Regions from separate parts of the Danio rerio genome. Here region 2 is linked to region 1. Evidence: chromatin contacts called from public Micro-C data. All regions are on one chromosome and are shown on one strand. The core of a region is the stretch at or near the end of the contact, and the rest is flanking DNA. Distances in the headings are between cores, read along the strand shown.

Evidence for each region. Hi-C and Micro-C count contacts between places; a contact is called where the count stands out from the background.
Region 2: a Micro-C map of caudal fin shows a contact between it and region 1, with 4 times the contacts expected there. The contact joins the enhancer-like site here to the promoter of ebf3a in region 1. A contact is called at or near these places in 3 of 18 Hi-C or Micro-C datasets (caudal fin and embryo) and 1 of 4 datasets of contacts at active chromatin or transcription factors (embryo).

Annotation. Positions count from the first base shown.
Region 1 is chr12:44,516,421-44,519,133 of GRCz12tu, forward strand. ebf3a (EBF transcription factor 3a) reads left to right here and starts at 1,425. Exons shown (of 16, transcript NM_001080602.1): 1 at 1,425-2,038; 2 at 2,290-2,446. The coding sequence starts at 1,905.
Region 2 is chr12:44,715,437-44,718,136 of GRCz12tu, forward strand. No RefSeq gene overlaps it. Among named protein-coding and RNA genes, the nearest start is that of ebf3a, 200 kb to the left of the region's middle. Within about 2 kb of position 1,310, at least 8 of the 62 cell types and tissues checked have an H3K27ac peak or open chromatin away from gene starts, as enhancers often do. A contact at or near this core is called in caudal fin, where this site is marked.

The DNA of each region.
Region 1 (2,713 bases), core at 175-2,674:
ATTCAATGGCTAGAGTGTCATTTAACATTAGTTCACACAGGCATTCAGCGTATGCATAGATCAAAGTCAATGCGAATCATAGACACACACAAAAAAAGCATATCAATCTTAAATTGTCGTAAAATATAATTTTATTACTTACGTATTTAATTAGACGACGATGCAATGTGATGGATTTTGAGTCGAGGCAAGAGCAACAGCTTTGATAATTCACTTATCTTTGGCAATAGTCATTAACCCCCAACACTAGCAGAATAGATTGCTGTGTAAAACACATCTCTCTTCTCCTCTCTCCGTCCATCCATCCATCCCTCCCTCCAGCGCACATGGTCCCCAGATAACCAACATCGGACTTCCATTTTCTCCTTTTAATTCAAATATTAACATACATGCAGAGTCTGCCAATATCGAAGACACGAGCACCTTAGCAAATGAAAGAAAGAAAATGACCCTTATTGTCCCGATAAATGATTATATTTTTATTACAAAAGACATCCTACTTCTTGCGCATAGAAGGAGAGGGTGGACGCAATGTTTCCCCCGAGTCCTTTCACAGTTTCAGATGTAATTCTGCAATAATTTACAAAATTAACGCGTGTACGCGCTAGGACTAGGAGTTTGGCATCGCCTCGGCTCGCTCCACGAACGCAGAACGCAAAGTGTGTTTTAGGTTGGAGCAGTCAATGTTGCCATAATTTAGGACGCGCGCATTACGCCATTATGCAGATGCCCAGGGTGTTTATTATAAGGAGCATCTAGTCTTAAAATGCCAGTGCACCTTCTCGACTTGAGAGTAATCAGAGGAGAAACCGGTGAATCGATTTGCGTTTGTCAATTAGGCGCCAGGGACGTTTGGCACTGTCATTGCGACGATGGCCTTTCTGTTTTCTTTTTAATTCTGGAAAGCTGCTAGGAATTGGGTGGTCAGTGCTCCTTTTTTTATTATTATTATCGTTATTATTTCTATCCCCCCAACCCCACCACCCCCCTCTTTTGCACTCTATAAACTTGCATGGCAGTTTTAACCTCGCAGGATATATAGTTCCTGCGCGCCGCGCGCTTTATTTGCCGGCTTTCATTATCATTCATTTTTTTGTTCCTCTCTGATGATTACTTGACATGATGTTCACTGGAAAAGCAGCAGCAGCGGCAGTGACTCCACTCGCGTACGTACTCACGGTCCAAGCTTAAAGCCCAGCGACAGGAAGCGTCAATCCTCTCCATGTATGGGCAAAGCCCCGCCCACGTGCGCGTCATCCTCTGACAGCGTGGATCCCGTGGGTCTGGAGTTTTTGGCTCCCGGGAAAGGTTCCAGTCCTGGGGGATAGAGGGTTGAGTTTTGTATGCTTCCATCCATTCTGCAAAGACGCGCTAAAGGCCCCTCATCATCCTCTCCCGTGTCCGGGAACACCTCCACGGTGATCATTTACGCGTTTATTTGTCTTTTGGAGCCAGAAGTGGTGGATTCAGCAGTGTCCCGAAGCCTTTTTTGATGCTGTTGTTATAGGATGCCACCAAGCTAAGAGCATCATCACCATCATCATCATCATCATCAACAACAACAACAACAAGCGAAAGTTGCAAGAAATGTTTAACTGAATTAAAACAAGTCGAATATCCCGGCTATTTGCGCGACTTGTTCCACGGGAGGATCTCTCATCTATCCAAACAAGCTGCTGGAGAGGCTTGAGAATCTTTTACGCGCTGAATCGTTCATGTGGTGCCAACGCAGGACGGACTGAAGAAGGAGTCGGGACTGCTTTTTTTTCTCTTCTCTTCTTTTCGACAAATCCCAAACAAACTCTCACGGCTATCCGAAGGGGCTCTCGGAGAAACGACGCGCCCTCGCTCACACTCTCATTTCATCTCTTTGGCTGGAAGTGGGTTGCACGCGAACTGTTTTAATGTTTGGTATTCAGGAAAATATACCGAGAGGGGGAACCACTATGAAAGAGGAACCGCTGGGCAGTGGCATGAATCCGGTCCGATCGTGGATGCACACGGCTGGGGTGGTGGATGCGCACACGGCCGCCCAGAGGTACGTTTGCCAAATCATCCGATTTTTTAATGCATTTCTCAGATCGACCCCTAAATCCCCAATATGCCATGTATCAATTACACTCTCCCCATGCACCTCTTCGCCGCTTTCCCCTGTTCATTACATCATATTACAGTTTAAGTGACAAATCAAGAATTCTCCCATGTTTTCATTCTATCTACATCTATCTGTATCTCAAGTGTGTACGCCTGTTGTTTTAACCCACACTGGTGTCTTGTTTTCCCCCGCAGTGGAGTTGGTCTGGCACGGGCGCACTATGAGAAACAACCGCCATCCAACCTCAGAAAATCCAATTTTTTCCACTTCGTCCTGGCGCTTTATGACAGACAGGGACAGCCAGTGGAGATCGAAAGGACAGCTTTTGTGGACTTTGTGGAAAAGGAGAAAGTAAGCGCCACTCTGGAATACTGCTTTGAATTTTCAGCTAAAAAAGTTCCACATCTAGAATCTTTGGAAACACGTGCGCCGTAAAGCACTTTTGACGGATATCACAGAAAAGCAAAACACTAAACTAAATAGATACATGCATTACACACATTATTGCCGGGGATTGATACAAACTAGAAGTAGAGTTGCTGGATGAAAGCGTAAATGTGTTTCGGAGAACATGCATACAGACAAAATGCATGCATTTTATAAATATACAAAAATAAA
Region 2 (2,700 bases), core at 60-2,559, 200 kb after region 1:
AACAAACTAAAAACAGACAGAACTTAAGTACGCTTGTGTGAAATAATACTCATTTTTAATATAAAAATACATATATATATTATTTATTAAATATTAGAAACACATTCTATGTAAATCAAAAAAAATATTAAATAAAAATAAATAAATGAACTATATTAAATAAAGTAACTTATTTAGCCAATATACATATTAATAAATAAATAACAGACAGAACTTAAGATATTTATCTATAAGATTGTGAACTAATATTTGAATAATATAAATAAATTAAGTGCATATATGTGTAAATAAATGTTTAATATACACAATATATTTTATTTAGTAAATATTAAATAAAGATTCTATTTAAATAAAAAAATGTTAAATAAAGATAAATAGATAAACTATATTAAATATAGAAACTTATTTAGCCAATACATATACTAACAAACAAACAGCAGACAGAATTTAAGGTATTTATCTATATGGTTGTGTAAAATAATATTAAAATAATATCATTAAATTAAATATATATGAAGTTTTCATTGTTAAATAGACCTAATAAAACACATTTAATCATATAAACACACTTTAATATACATGTGTATGTAGTTGTAAAATCAAAATAACGTGTGTGTGTGTGTGTGTGTGTGTATATACACACAAAAAATAATAGTGAGCATTTTAATATAGCACAACTTGCCAATGTTTTGTGTGTGTGTGTGTGTGTGTGTGTGTGTGTGTGTGTGTGTGTGTGCACTTCCTCTAAACTGTACTGCCCTCTATTGGATATCAAACAACACAAGAGTGCTGGAAGACAGGAGAGAATTTCCTTAGTCTCTCCACACACTGAGGCATGTGTGTTTTTACGTTGCTTTTATCCGGACGTCTAACACAGTAATTGCAATTGATTAAAATCCCTACTCTTCAGAATAAATCCGTTGTATTCTGGACTGTTGCCTAAATGAATCCCAGCAACATATAAACTCAAGTGCATCCAATGCAAATGACAAGGCGCTCCGCAATTACACAACTGATTGTTTACCATGCTGCTGATACGTGGTGCGTCTTTAATTACTGAGAACGATCAGTTGTCACTTTGTTACTAGAGAAGTGTGATGTTTACATGAGCTCTGCTACTTCCAGCTCTTCGTTCCCTGCTCTCCGCACATGTTATTAGGCCCACATTTTCTTTGCACACCTCATTATCTCATTGCGTTTCTGTTTAAATATTTGCTTTTGGATCGAGTTGTGCCGGTTAGCTTAAAATGTGTCATTTCCTGTTCTCAGGAGTTCGCTCGATCTGCCCCATAACATATAAACAGACCGCACCTCTGCTGACATCACCGCGAAACACGAGTCTGAGAGTTAACAAGAAATCCATCCAAACCATAAAGCATAATTAGAGCTGAGCAAAAACACACCAGGGTTTCAGAGGAACAGACCACGGAGCCTCAGGATCTGCAAGGAAACCCAGATACTTAAAGTGGGATGCGTTTAAATAACCCAAATGAACGTTTCGAGCTTGTCCCAGTGATTGGCGTGTCGTTTTTTAATGGCTCTACATTAAATATCCTCTGCCAGGCTTAGTTTAACTGAGGCAGCATTTTACAAGTGTGGCTTTGCTAAACTTGTTTCCACATTTTTACAAGGTCATTAACTCATGTAATGAACTCTAAACGCACTGCAAACAACACTTGATTAGAAACACAAGCATGCAGTGCATTTCTGTATTTAATTTAAGCATTATGTCAATGAGTTATGACATCTGTTTTTCGCTTTGGGTCGCGTATGTGTGGGTTTTGGGTTTGCGCAGAGAGCAACTCGCGTTCTTTTCCACCCGCAAACACATTAACGTCCTGGACTGGATATTGTCCTTCAACACAACAGATGCTTCCTTAAAGGGCCGGCTCTTTTGGGGCAGAGTTTGGCCCTGCTACAGACCCCTTCCACCCCCCCTGCTGCTGTCCCTTTAAATCATGCTTTCACGGACATTAAAAATAGAACAAATCTGAACAGAAGACATGCAGAAACGGTCAGATGGTGTAGAATGAGGCGTTCGGTTTACACTTAAAGCATCTAAAAGCTAAAAACACAATCATGGGTCATGTCATGCTAATAAAAATATGCTTTGCTAATGAACATTTCATTTTAGAAATGTACTGAAATGATTGGAAGAATAATTTAAATGTTCTCAGAACACTCCAAAACAAGTAACATTCATTCATTCATTCATTCATTCATTCATTCATTCATTCATTTTCTTTTCAGCTTTGTTCCTTTAATAGTCTGGGGTCGGCACAGCAAAATGAACCGCCAGCTATTCATGCATATGTTTTACGCAGCAGATGCCCTTCCAGCTGCAACCCAGTACTGGGAAACACCCATACACACTCATTCACACATACACATACACTGACCATGTTAGCTTACCCAATTCATCTATAGTGCATGTGTTTTGACTGTGGGGGAAAGCCGAGCACCCGGAGGAAACACATGCCAACATGCAAACTCCACACAGAAATGCCAACTGACCCAACTGGGACTCGATCCAGTGACCTTCTTGCTGTCTAGCGACAGTACTAACTATTGAGCCACCATGGCACCCTATTGTCACATTGATTCTTGATAAATAATTATAATATGATAGATGTAATGCCCTATAAAACAGCTTATTATTATTATTGCCAAGAGTTGTGCTTAATATAATACATGAAACAA